Linked DNA regions of Rattus norvegicus: region 1 is linked to region 2. Evidence: chromatin contacts called from public Hi-C data. All regions are on one chromosome and are shown on one strand. The core of a region is the stretch at or near the end of the contact, and the rest is flanking DNA. Distances in the headings are between cores, read along the strand shown.

The links. A called contact is a pair of places that touch in the nucleus more often than the background predicts.
Region 1: a contact with region 2 is called in a Hi-C map of the A7r5 cell line, with 4 times the contacts expected there. The contact joins the enhancer-like site here to the promoter of Cdk15 in region 2. A contact is called at or near these places in 3 of 12 Hi-C or Micro-C datasets (the A7r5 cell line, Schwann cells and frontal cortex).

Annotation. Positions count from the first base shown.
Region 1 is chr9:68,259,412-68,266,250 of GRCr8, reverse strand. All of the region lies in intron 10 of Cdk15 (cyclin-dependent kinase 15), which reads right to left. Among named protein-coding and RNA genes, the nearest start is that of Cdk15, 57 kb to the right of the region's middle. Within about 2 kb of position 2,655, at least 12 of the 93 cell types and tissues checked have an H3K27ac peak or open chromatin away from gene starts, as enhancers often do. A contact at or near this core is called in the A7r5 cell line and Schwann cells, where this site is marked.
Region 2 is chr9:68,202,398-68,209,769 of GRCr8, reverse strand. It overlaps Cdk15 (cyclin-dependent kinase 15), which reads right to left and starts at 3,928. Exons shown (of 14, transcript XM_039084847.2): 1 at 3,800-3,928; 2 at 2,923-3,072; 3 at 2,175-2,269. The coding sequence starts at 3,928. LOC134480372 (a long non-coding RNA gene) reads left to right here. Exons shown (of 2, transcript XR_010054790.1): 2 at 3,707-4,689.

The DNA.
Region 1 (6,839 bases), core at 1,406-3,905, 58 kb before region 2:
GGCAGTGTACTCTTGCACACCCATCGTGGTGTCTATACCACAGTGGATCACTGAGCAGCTGAACTCGGACACTGTGACAGAGAACAGAAGCATAACTTTGGTCGGGCTTTTCTGAGAAGCTAGGCTCGGTGGCAGATGCAGTCCAACGACTTTTCAGCACTGTGCTGCAAAACGGGATGGGGAAACAATATGAGAAACAGAAATAGAGCAAAGTTGGGTACTGATTCCTGTTTGTCCCAGTCAGGAGACATCTCTCTGTGAGTCTGGGGGGAAAAAGTCCTCATTTGTAAGCTAGGACCACCTCTTCCAACAATGACCTAGGCAAGGAGCAGTAGAGATTAGTAATTATGTGCAATGAATATCATATATAATATACTGTATATACATATCATTACACATTATGCATATACTTATGTGTTGCTTGGTACATGGGGAATATGTCTTAAATGATAGGATAGCTCCCTTTTTGTGGCTTAGAGAACTGAAAATAAAAACTCCCTCAAGTTCTCCCAGACAATAAATGGAGGAAAGTGGACTTTTTCATTCAGAAGGTAGTTCCTTCCCTCATAGTTCAGCCCAGTAAATCTGTCTCTCAGCAAATAACTCATGGCTAGAGCTGACACCAGAGCAGAGGCAGTGTTAGATTGGGTTCACTGCAATTGGCTCAGAGTTCTTTGAGCCAACGCATAATGGTTCTTTCTTCCATTTGAGGGGAGGATGATTTTCAGTCCAATCTTTGTCTCCTGCATGATTCCCACAGTGAGCTCTTACACTGTCATTCATGTGTGTCTCTCTCTGTGTGTGTTTCCCTCCTCTTTCCTCCTTTCAACCCTTTACATGTATCTCCCCACAACTCTCTCTCTTTCTCCCTCTCTCAAATTCATGGTCTATCCATAAATACACAAATACAACATGCTTAGTACATTTAATGTTACCCATATGTACAACCAGCCCTGAGATCATACACATCTTCTGACTTGTTCCCCAGACAGAAGGAGAATTCACCAGATAGCTACTGTTCATCCCAGTTATTTCTTGCTTCCACCTAGTGGTTAAAAGTTGCAAAAGCAAGTGTACCAAAAAACAAAAGGGTGTAGGTTCATCTATCCTCTGGTCTAGGGCCCAGATTCAGGTTCCTGTGCCTCTGGGTTTTTCTTTTTTTCTGTGCACCTTTCCCCTCCCACCCCCTGCCTTTTTGACTTCCACTAAGTTCCCCCAATGAGAAAAACTCCCCAGATGAGGTGTTCTTTCCTGGAACTGAAACCCAGCCTAATCCCGGATGCTTCCCTGTGGCTGAGCTCATGAAGCAAATCAGGCGTGCTTTTCAGCAGATATTTTTTTTAAAAGTCCTAACTGCCTCTGAGGACGCTGCTCCCTTCTCTATGGGAACAGGCATCAAAGAGACAGGAGTAAAGTGCTTTGCACGCACATCAGGAACTAATTGCCAATTTGGCAAATGCATTGACTAATGTCACGCACTGTTATTTCTAAATCCTCTCCTGTCCTTGACCCCCAGTATCTAGATGTAAACTTGGAACCATTAGTGAAGAAGGATAAAGTCTTCTGGTGCCTCAAATGGAATTGAGAGGGATTTAAACTCAGCGCTTTTGAGCGTGGTGAAATGAACTCAGCAGTACCTTAATGCTAGGATTTGAGCTCACACAGCACGAGAGCTTTCAAAAACCGTGTTTAAGGAAGCAAACAGAGCCTGACAGACCCTTTCAGGGGGAGCAAACAGAATTGGATGGAACAATCAGTGACACATTAAAAACCACAACTGTGCTATGATCATGTGGGCAGAAGAAAAAGTTCCTCTTTATCACAAGATCTTTGCATCTAATGAGACCGTGCCTGGACAGCCTCCAGAGGAGCAGGCCTCCGTTTACTTTAACAGAGACACGTCTAAATATTTAGCGGATTCCCTGAAAAGCCCTATGTGATTTTGTAGCAAACAGGTCTCCAAGGTAAGACCTTTGTCATCTGTTGCCATTGAAAATCTAGACAAAAGGGGACTTGGGGAAAAAAAATTGTGATCAAAAGCACAAATGCTTACATTTCTTCTTCTCTCAGAATGAACTATATTTTAATGCTCTTCAAGTGTTTCGGACCAGCACCACGCCAGTTGTTACATTGTCTTAACTGAGTCTGTTTCTCTTCTCTGGTAGGCTTTATTCGGTCTGGATAGGGAAACTCACACTGTGTGGGTGGGCACAGTCTAGCTGGCCTCAGAACGCCTGGGGTTCGAATGACTCAGTGCATTTTCTTGTGAATGGAGGGAGGAGGTATGAAGGCTGGGGGAACTTTTTAAAAACATCTACAGCGCCTGCTGCTCAAATTCACGCTACTGTCTCTGGGTTAGTAGAGCTTAGCCAAGGTGAACATGTGGTTTGTCCTAAGCCTCTGGATCTCGTGTGCCACAAAACTGCTACATCCCAGATAGCCAGTCAGTTGGGGCTTTAACCTCTTCAGACATCGGGGTAGAAGAGCCCCCTTTAGGACTCTGTTATTGCTTGGGGTGGGGGGGCATCAAAATCTTCCCCCTCCCCCACTACAGGAGGCCAGAAGCCTCAGTGCCCGTCAGCTTGATTAATGTGTCTTGGCTAATTGTGTGAAAGATAGCAGCCCTTTAGCGAGTGTGACCAGTGTATTGTTCAGCCAATCACAGGCACCTCAGTTAGCATGTGAAAGGGGGTGCCTTGCAGGAGGAGGCTAGTGAGTTCTGGCGGCTGAGTCAAAGGATGAGAGTTTTGGGGCGGGGGCGAGGAACAACACCCACTCCTTTGAGGGGAAGTTACTGGGCTCTGCTAACCCTGTAAACCTCCTAGTCAAAGACCCTTTTCTCCTCCCTCTTTTTTCAAGATCTTTTTTTTTTTCCCCATGGCACAAGCAGGCAAGGCCCCGGCTACTGTGCAGATGGAGTTCACGTCTTAGGGTTTTTAATATTTCACTTTTATATTTCTGTTAGAGGATGATCCTGCTGAGAGTCTGGGAATCCAGGCTCGTCAGAACCCCGCACTGACACTTGGATATACCGCTCTGAAAGCCATCCCGGGAGGGAAGATTAAACAACAACAACAAAAGAGCCTACTTTTCAAAGCCTACTTCTCAATCTGCCCACATCAAAATAAGACAACTGGCCCTTTGAAGTGGAGGACAGACAGTTCTCAGCCAGCTTGCTTAACTTGGGGAGTGGGGAAGGAGGAAGGAAGGAAGGAAAGAGGGAGGGAAGGAAGGAAGGAAGGAGAAAACATGACACACTCCTCTCTCCTTCCAGATTTAATCAGGTACAAGTAGCTACAACCAGCCACAGCCTACAGCCCAACTCACTAGAACTGGGAGAAAGCTGGTTCTTCCTGGAGTCGGCACTGGGAGAATCAGTCTGGTTCCTCAAGACCGATCCAGGTGAGGCCTAGCAATGGCAGCAAATGGACTGTTCGCCCAAGGGCAAAGCAATCAAACACCTTCGATGGTGCTGGGTGGAGAGTGTGTTAGGACTTTAGCTCGGTAGTACAGAGCACACGGATTCTAAATGACCAAACGACTGGAATGAACATTCTTAAAAACAAAACAAAATGTGACTGGCCAAGGAATACACTAAAAACAGTCGCCAGTAATCCTCAGAGAAATGAGCATCAGAACCAGGAGGCTGAATCAAATGCCAGTTAAAACAGACACTATCCAAAGACAAAAAGTAAGCTGGGCCTGGTGACACATGCCACTTGGGTGGCTGAGGGAGATGGGTCACTGTGAAGTATGAGGCCAGCATGGGCTATGACGTGAATTCCAGGCCAGTCTGAGCTATAGAACAAGATTCTGTTATGTAATGCCAGACACAAATGGTGGTGGTGGTGGTGGTGATGGTGGTAGTGGTAATGATGGTAGTGGTGGTGGTGGTGGTAATGGTGGTGGTGATGATGATGGTGGTGGTGATGGTGTTGGTGTTGGTGATGGTGTTGGTGTTGGTGGTGGTGGTGGTGGTGATGGTGTTGTTGTTGTTGGTGGTGATGGTGGTGGTGGTGGTGATGGTGTTGGTGATGGTGGTGGTGGTGGTGTTGGTGGTGGTGATGGTGGTGGTGGTGATGGTGGTGGTGGTGGTGATGGTGTTGGTGGTGGTGGTGATGGTGGTGGTGGTGATGGTGGTGATGGTGGTGGTGGTGGTGGTGGTGGTGATGGTGGTGGTGTTGGTGGTGGTGGTGGTGATGGTGGTGGTGGTGGTGATGGTGGTGGTGGTGGTGATGGTGGTGGTGTTGGTGATGGTGTTGGTGTTGGTGGTGGTGATGGTGGTGGTGGTGATGGTGTTGGTGGTGGTGGTGGTGGTGGTGGTGGTGGTGTTGGTGATGGTGGTGTTGGTGGTGATGGTGGTGTTGGTGGTGATGGTGGTGATGATGGTGGTGTTGGTGGTGGTGATGGTGGTGGTGATGGTGGTGGTGGTGGTGGTGGTGTTGGTGTTGGTGGTGGTGATGGTGGTGGTGGTGATGGTGGTGGTGGTGGTGATGGTGGTGGTGGTGGTGGTGTTGGTGGTGGTGGTAGTGATGATGATGGTGAATACTAGTAAGGTTATGGAAAAAGTGAAACTCTCACTATTCTCACTACTGCTAGGAATGTACACGAGTACACCTACTATGGAAAGCAGTACAAATCTTTATTTAAAGGAAAACCAGGAACAAAACCCCTAGGATCCTGCAATCTCACTACTGGGCAAGTATCCAGGGGGCTGGAGCCAGTGTGTCGTGTGCACGGCTGTACTTGTTGTTCACTGTAGCACTGCTTGTGCTTGCCAAGGCCTAATGGACATGGAAGGCATCGCTCGACATAAAAACGGAAGCAGGAAATTGCTATATGCGTAACAGAATACTATGTGTTCATAAAAATAATGGGACTTTTGTCATTTCTAGTAACATGGATGAACTGGAAGACACTGTTAACTGAACTAAATTGAGCACAGGGGGAGAAATCTCATATACTCTCACTTCTTTGCAGAAAGTAAATGTTGACGTCAGGGGAAGAAAAGAGTAAGGCAGTAAGTAGTTAACCAGAGGCTGGGAAGGGGAGGGTGGGGAAGGGGAGGGTGGGGAAGGGGAGGGTGGGGAAGGGGAGGGTGGAGAAGGGGAGGGTGGAGAAGGGGAGGGTGGGGAAGGGGAGGGTGGGGAAGGGGAGGGTGGTGAAGGGGAGGGTGGAGAAGGGGAGGTGGAGAAGGGGAGGGTGGAGAAGGGGAGGTGGAGAAGGGGAGGGTGGGGAAGGGGAGGGTGGAGAAGGGGAGGTGGAGAAGGGGTGGCTGACAGGATTAGGGGTACGTTAGATAGGAACGGTAACTCATAATGTTCCAACTCTCTCTTCCTCTTCAGTGTCTCTTAAATTACTTCAGTTCAAGTCTGTGGAAACAGCAGTAGCTCAGGAATGGGGGTGGATGGGCCTGCCTCAAGAGAGACTTGCTTTTTCATAAGACTTGCATAAGACAGGAATCTTGATGAACTCTTTAAAATATGGTCCTTTTGACTGAGTTGTGAATATGGTACCAACCCCATACCCAAGATACACCACAGTCTTAAGATTTACAAAGGTGGGGTTAGAAATCCTGGCTGTGATTAAGGTTACAGTTACCTTCTCATGTTCATCCTGACCTACAACCATAAGCTTCCCAAACCCACAGAAATAGCCCTCACCCTGCGGTCACAGTGAGAATCGGGGAATGAATCCAAACCCATGCTCCTCGGACTCAAGAACACAGTTCACCCATCCAGGGACTGCAGCACCTTGCACCAGTCTAGCAGACAGCAAGAGCTCAAAATCAGTTTTGCTTCTCTGAATTAAACAGAAGGGAGCAACGATGCAAACGTTTAAGTCTCATTGATATTGGGACTGGAGAATTTTCTTTGTAAATAAAAACTTGCTTGTTACTTTGACTTGACAGCAAAATGAACAACGTGACATATTTCTCTGTGTTCACACAGCCCAGTTACCTTCTTAGCATGGAATCTGGCAGAGAAGTGTTTGGCCATGTTCCTAGCTTTGATGACCATCTGTCACGGGGATATCTCACTATTGCCCGGACCAACCTGCAGCCCAAGTATTTGATGTGTGGGGTAGCTGCCTATGCTCACCACAGCCACTTTGTATTCATATGCACATAAATGGTTTCCGGAGTTTACATTTCCGCTTGTAGCTATGTTAGGGACCTGAGGAAGGAGAGTTTTCACCCAGGCAAAGAAGAGTGGATGGGGGGATTACAGGCCTGATGAGAAATGATGAGAATGAGATTCTCCTGGAAACCATGGCAACTAGAGCCAGGAGCTATTGCAGACTGGACCATCATCTCCATAAACAGCTTTCCTCCCTTATCTCCATCTCACACCAAAGGGAGAGACTACACCTCAGACCAGTGTGTTAAATGCCTGAAAAAAGGAATAGCTAGAAATAGTAAAGCAGTTCTAAATGACCTGAGCAATTTAGCAAGGACTAGGATCATTGTCAAAGAAGTCGAAAGGACTTTATAGTTAGTGTTTAGCTTTCCAGAGCACACGGTTTTTTCAGTAAAGGGAATAGATGTCGGATAAAGAGGGGAAAGTGCAGCTGCCCCTCTCTCTCCCTCTCTGTCTCTCTCTCCCTCTCCCTCCCTTCCTCTCTCTCCCTCCCTTCCTCTCTCTCCCTCCCTTCCTCTCTCTCTCTTTCTCTCTGTCTCTCCCTCTCTGTCTCTCTGTTTCTGTCTCTGTCTCTCTCTCTTTGCCCCCCTCTCTGTCTGTCTGTCTGTCTGTCTGTCTCTCTGTCTCTCCCTCTCTCTGTCTATCTGTTTCTGTCTCTCTCTCCCTCTCTCTGTCTCTTTCCCTCTCTCTCTGTCTCTC
Region 2 (7,372 bases), core at 2,679-5,178:
GAGAGTAGATCCACGTAAGGTAACTGTGGTTCTTTTGCATGGGAGATTTATTTCTTCTCTCTTCTTTATTAATTTATTGAGCCATTCATTTGTAGCTGCAGAAACTCATAGATATTTTATTCTTTGGGTTATAACTCAATACCACTTAATTTTGTGCCCCGGTTTTGGCAGGTTTGCCCCTTGGAAACTCTTCCATTGATGCCCCTGTGGCTTCGCCAAACCGCTCCCAAGTGCTGGCTTAAATTGGATTTTCCTTCACAGTTCACTCTCTGTGGGTATCAATTTTAACTTCAACTTCATTACTTTTGGAACTGCATTTCCCAGTCTCTATTTATCTCACCTTTATTTCTCCTTTTCACAGGAACATTCTACCCAGATTTTTGCACTCACTTGTCTTTCAAATTTTGAACTTAAAATAGGGGGCTGGAGAGATGGCTCAGCAGTTAAGAGCACTGGCTGCTCTTTCAGAGGTCCTGAGTTCAATTCCCAGCAACCACATGGTGGCTCACAACCATATATAATGGGATCTGATGCCTACCTCTGGCATGCATGTGTACATGCAGATAGAGTACTCATATACTAAGAAAGGAGAAAAAGAGCTTTAGGGAAAGGTGGTCACTGGAGGTCCCTCCCAGTTAGGTTTTTTTTTTTTTTCCTTTATGCTTACAAAGGCAGACTGACTGCTGAGTTCAGGGTTGGCCTGGGACAGAACAAGGTTAGACTCAGGTGTGGTAGAAATGCTAATTTCATGATGGGGTCCCACCCAGCTACCTTATCGTCTGTGCTTAACAGAGGCAGGCAGACCTCCGAATTATTTTGCAATATTAAAAGAAAATGTGTGCTTGCTATCTCCTAAGAATTAAGGGACTGGGCTCACAGGATGCAGATTCACAGGATAATCAAAAGGGAACCTGGAGTCCTTTTGTGACAAGGTCTCACCACACCTGGGCTAGCCTAGTGACTAGCAAGCTCCACTGGTCTGATCCTCTGGTCTCCACTCCTTCCTGTCCTCACAGCGCTGGGGTTAAGGCACTCATAGCTTCCCCTGGATTGTTACATGGATGTGGAGATTTCAACTCAGGTCGGGAAGTGTTTCTGACACAATTTTCCATTCTATTACTAAACTGAGTTTCTTGAAAGCAATATATTATATTCTTAGTTCCCAGGGTAATCTGTGGTCATGAATCAAATCCTGGTTCTATACAATTAAAATTGTATTTCCCTGATAATCTTATTTTAACAAAGACAGCACAAATGCACACACTCTAAGATAAACACAAATATTTAGTTTTATGGTACTTGCACTTTTAAAGTATGAGTACCAGTAGTCATTATTTTCTTCATTGGATTATTTAAGCTAAGAGGTAAGGTTTTCCAACTCTCCTACCCTTACTAGAGGGTAGATGGACGGCCAGAACCTCATCTTCAAACCAAGTCCACTTGGTCTTTGGATACACATTCTTTTTTCCCAGCCATTCGGTATGTTTTAGGAATGCAGAGCGTCAGCCTTTGGATAGCCCACACTGTGAGAGTCAGGAAGGGCTAAGAGAAGCTCTAAAGACACCAACTGGCTCTCACTGGGTAGTAACTGATTTGGAGGTCAACAGTGGAGAAAGTCTACCCTCCTCAGTGGTTGATTTTAGCTAGGTTTTTGTTGTTTTGTTTTTTTCTTTGATGTCGCTTTGTTTGTTTGTTTGTTTTGCTTTTCAAGATTGTTAAAATCACCCTGTCTAGAGCAGAAGAGATGGCTCAGTGGTTAAGAGCACTGACTTCTCTTCCAGAGGTCCTGAGTTCAATTCCCGGCAACCACATGGTGGCTCACAACCATCTGATGTGTCTAAAGACAACTACAGTATACTCATATAAATAAAATAAATAAAATCTAAAAAACAAAAAATAAAAAAACACCATGTCTACCATCCCGTTGGCCCAGATATCCTGCCACAGTCCCAAAAGCTGTGAATGTTTCTACTATGTCAGTTGGCTTTATAATACAATAGATGAGATGCCCTTATCAAAATAGGGAGATGCCCTTATCAAAAGTCTTTAACGGGGTTGGGGATTTAGCTCAGTGGTAGAGCGCTTGCCTAGGAAGCGCAAGGCCCTGGGTTCGGTCCCCAGCTCCGAAAAAAAGAACAACAAAAAAAAAAAAAAGTCTTTAACAAGTCACTTACCTGCTGATGCCCTTGTAAACTGTGGCATAAGAACCTTCACCCAGCTTCTCCAAGTTCAAGTAAGATGAGGCTGCCCCAAAAGGGAAGCTCTTCTTCTGCTCCAAGGGTGGGGTGAGAGGTGGGAAGATAGAAAGAACATATAAAAAATATGTTGACTTATCTTTTCCCCAGGGACATTAGACAGTAGAGAGAGAGAGAGAGAGAGTGTGTGTGTGTGTGTGCGTATGTGTATATGTGTCTGTGTGTGTGTCTGTGTGTAAGTGTCTATGTTGTGTGTGCTTGTCTGTCTGTGTATGTATGTGTGCCTGTGCATGTGTGTCTGTCTACCTATCTGTCTGTGTACATGTATGTGTGTGTAAGCATCTCTGTATGTGTGCCTGTGCATGTGTGTCTGTCTACCTGTCTGTCTGTGTACATGTGTGTGTATGTCTCTGTGTGTGTCTGTGTGTATGTGTATCTGTATGTGCATGACCATGTGTGTCTGTGTGTCTGTGTTCATGTGTGTGTGTGTTTTTGTGTGTGTCTATGCGCATGTGTGCCTGTGTATTCTGTGTTGTGTGTGTATGTCTGTGCGTTGTGTGTGTGTATGCCTGTGTGTGTGTTGTGTGTGTGTTGTGTGTGTCTGTGTGTGTATGTGTGAGAGCACATGCAAGCCCACACAGGCGTCCCTGGAAGGTGAAGGCTAGACTAGCTTCCCTAGACAGGCACCCATGAAATTCTCCTTGATGCCTGTCAGCGGTTCACTCACCCATGGCACCCCCTGCCTCAGATTCTCTTCCTGAAAAGAATCACTGTTACTCCGTGGCCTTTTACTCTCCAACTTCTGGACTCTGGCAGCCTGGAGTCCCCTGGGGTGAAATGAAGCCGAGGAACATGATGCTTCTTTTAGGTCTGTTAGCTGGAGGAAGAGGAAAGCACGCACACAATGTGTGCAGTCAGACTTGGTGGCTGGCAAGCCTTTTCTTGGTTTTTATTTGCCTGGTTTTGTTTGTTTGGTTCTGGTTTTTGCTTGTGTTGTTGCTGCTGCTGCTGCTGTTGTTGTTGTTGTGTAGGCTTCCTACCATGAAAGGCAGGTTTCCTGAAAGTCAGATCTTAGAGACAACCATGTATGGTACCAATTACTGAAATACTAAATTTTTCCTTCACCTGCACAGTTTAACCCAGTCTCTTTGAGGGTATTTTCCATTTTCCTCATTTAACTCAGTTTGCCCCATACCTGCCCACCTTCCTGGGTACTTAATGTAACACCTTAGAAGAATCTAGTTAGACACTGCTAATGATCACGAGCTAATTACTGAAACTGAGAATCCACAGTGGACCTACCGGTATGGCGGCTTGCCCTCTACAGTTCAGCCCTACAATTTAGTGGCTCAGAGATGTCCAGAGAAGAACCACTTTCTCTGTTTCAAGTCAAAAGAGGCCAAACCCAAGGCTTATTCCCCTCGTCTGGTTTACAAGTACATCCCCAAACTTGATAACTACAGTCATAAATCCTCTGTGACTTTAATAGAATTTTCTTTTTATGAGTTTAGACCTACCGCAGAGGAATCAGACCCTGCTACAAGAGGGAGTGTCTGTCTGAATCGCTTGGTTTACTAAAGATGCTCCTCCCGGGATACAAGTACCTCAAATACAGCAGGCTCCGAGGTGCTTCCAGGCTGGCTCCTCTGACAGCTGTGCGCCTCGCCTCCCTCCGAACGGTGGTAGCAACTGCATCCTGGCTGCCGGCTCTTTGCACACAGCTCTTGACCCATACTAGTCCAGGTTCAAGGAGAAAACCGGCACTTGAACCTCTTCCCATCCGTCTCTTCTCTCCTCATTCGCTCCCCGCTCTGCCAGAGGTCAGCAGAGTGGAGCTTTCGTGTGACTCACACGAGGGCTCTGCCTGGAGCAGCCTCATGACTTCAGCAGTTTTAGCTCATCAGTGCAAAGAACTATGCATCAGAACCGCAGCGGCTGGCGCTCATGTGTGCACACCCGAAAACAAGGAGGCTCTTACCGAGAGAATACAACTGGGTGCACCAGGAGGCTCTTACCGAGAGAATACAACTGGGTACACCAGCTTACCCCAGCCACCAGTCAGTTCTGTGGCTACACTCACTTTTCCAGAATTCGACTAGTGTCTATTGGGTTTCCCCTCGCTAAAGTGGTCATGCCGAGGGGTGTCTTATCCCTTGCTTTCCTGAAAGCCTCTTAGTTTTCAAACTTTTTTCTTTTGAGTCCTTGTCTCTCACAAGACTAGCCCAGCTAGCCTCCAAGTGGAGGTAATCCTCCTGCCTCAGTTTCCCCAGTCCGGGATTGCAGATGTGTGCCATCTGACTCAGATTGGTTTTCCAACATTCAAACGAGTGTGCCACCTAGCCAACTTTTAGAGTCAAAGGAACCAGAGAACGGTGGGGTGGAAAGGGAGCTGAGGATTCCTCCCTCTGCCTCCAAACAGAAGTCCATCTCAGTCTGACAGGGCAGTCATTCCTTCAAACACTATATAATAAATGCCTGTGTTGATAAAACTCTACTAACAGTGCAGAGTCAACGGTGGAGAGAGGAGTTTGAGCTGGGTATGGTGGCACATTTAAATATATATGTGTATATATATATATATATATGACATTACTTCTTTTTAATTTAAGATTTTATTTAATATTTATATGGATACACTGTAGTTATCTTAAGACACACCAGAAGAGGGCATCAGATCTCATTGCAGATGGTTGTGAGTCACCATGTGGTTTCAGGGAATTGAATTCAGGACCTCTGGAAGAGCAGTCAGTGCTCTTCACCACTGAGCCATCTCTCCAGCCCCCAGCCCTCCACCCCTAACCCCCGCCCCCACCCCCATCCCCTATTCCGTGACACAAATAACATGCACAACAATTTCTGTGAGAAAAAGGGCTAAGTCTGTTATCACAACAGTATCATGGATATTTAACAACCGAACTTTCAGACATTAAATCTTAACTTTTACGTGATTTAATTGTGGTGGTTTGAATAGGAATGGCCCCCATAAACTCATGCATTTGAAAGCTTGGCCCATAGGTAGTGGAACTATTAGGAGGTATGGCTTTGTTGGAGTAGGTGTGCCCTTGTTGGAGGAAGTGTTTCAGTGTAAAAGTGGTCTCTGAAGTCTCATATGCTCAAGCATAAGCCCCAGTAGAGCAGTCTCCTGCTGCCTGTGGATCAAAATGTAGAACTCTCAGCTCCTTCCCCGCTCCAGGTCTGCCTGCATGACACCATGCTTCTTGCCTTGATGCTAATGACTGAGTCTCTGAAGCTGCAAGTCAGCCCCACTTAAATGTTTTCCTTTATAAGAGTTGGCTGTGGTCATGGTGTTTGTTCACAGCAATAGAAACTCTAACTAAGGGAGCTGGAGAGATGGCTCAGTGATTAAGAGCACTGATTGTTCTTCCAGAGGTCCCGAGTTCAATTCCCAGCAACTACATGGTGGCTCACAACCATCTGTAATGGGATCTGATGCCCTCTTCTGGTGTGTCTGAAGACAATTAGACTGTACATAAACAAAATAGATAAATAAATCTTTCTAAAAAAAACCTTAAGACACTAACCTTGAGCATATATTTTAAGTTTTATTTCAAAATTGCTACAAGCAAGCAAGGTATGGGGTCCCTGCCTGTATGGTCAGCACTTGGGAAGCAAGCAAGAAGAGTGCCATGAATTAGAGGTCAGTCTGGGTTACAGAGTGAGTCTGTATCTCAAAACAAAGGCAAAAAGAGAAACAGATTGCTACATACGATCTAAGACAAGTCCATTCAAAGATTTACTAACATTTGAGACACTTAAAAGGAGAGAGATAGAAAGTAAGAGAGACCAATGATGCAAAAGGACAGGGAGTAGGCAGGAAAACAGTTAAACGTTTGACTGACATACAACTGAGGGAAATTATTTGTTATCACAATAAACTTTCACTTATTCATTACAATAAAATTTGTCAGAAATGCTAATTTTGGATCTGGTGAGATGGTTCATTGGGTAAATGTCTTTGCACCAAGTCTACTGACCTGACTTTGCCTTGAGACCCAAAGGTAGAAAGAGGGAACTGACTGCCTTTGGCAAGCTGTCCTCCGAGTGCGACATGCACGCCATGGCATATGCAACCTGCTGACTGTTTCCTCAAAGAAGATGGCAGATTTTATCATAGACAAATTACATCCTAACTGGATGTGGTGACACAGACCTGAGACAGAAGGATCCTGAGTCTCGACTACGTATTAAGACCTTACGAAAGAAGGAAGGAAAGAAAGAAAGAAAGAAAGAAAGGGAGGAAGGAAGAAAGAAAGGAAGAAAGAAAGATTAGATTAGATTAGATTTTAGACTGGGATGTGGGGAGTGGTGGGAGAGTATTTCACTCTGTAGCCCAGGCTAGCAGAACTCACTACGTAGCTCACAGAAGCCTTAGACTTGTGGCAAACCTCTGGCCTCAACTTCCCAATTGCCAGAATTACAGATGGCGTACCATATACCAAAGAAGTTTTAAAAATTCAAAATGGCCAGCATTTGTATAAGCTGAAGGGATTATGCAGTTAACTTACAAACATGAATAGAGGATTATTTTAATTAACTTCTCTTTGTGTGTGTGTGTGTGTGTGTGTGTGTGTGTGTGTGTGTCTGTGTGTGTGGAGTTGGCTTATTTCTGAAGGATTAAATTGTTATTTACCAACTAGAGAGGACACCTGAAGGGAAACTGTAAAATATTCTTCAGAATTCTCAAAATTTAACAATTCATGGTTTGCTGAAGGTCAAGGAGAAACATTGGATGCTTCTTTAAGATTATTTTTTAGCTCTGTGTCCAGAACAATCATTTTTGTTACCAGAGATTTCTGAAAAAGGACAGAGATCGAGATGACTTCCTTGCAAACTGCATCATAGCAGTTCGCACTTGAGACCAACCAACCAAACTGTGCCTTCTGTAGCCTGGTGGATATCCTAGGCCCTGTCCGCCTGGGGCTTGCACACTGTTGCTCCTCCCCCACACCCCCACGCCCGCGGAGAACTGCCCGAACGAAGCTCATGGAATTGAGAGCCCCCTCATCCGCCCCAGTGCCTGCCACCCCTTAAATGGACAGGCACGGACTGTAGCTCCATTCAGACTGCTGCAAGATCCCTCAGGCTAGCTCAGCGCGGCTCACTCTTAACTGCAACCACACCACCCCCCTACCCCGCCCCCGCGCTTCGTCCTCCCC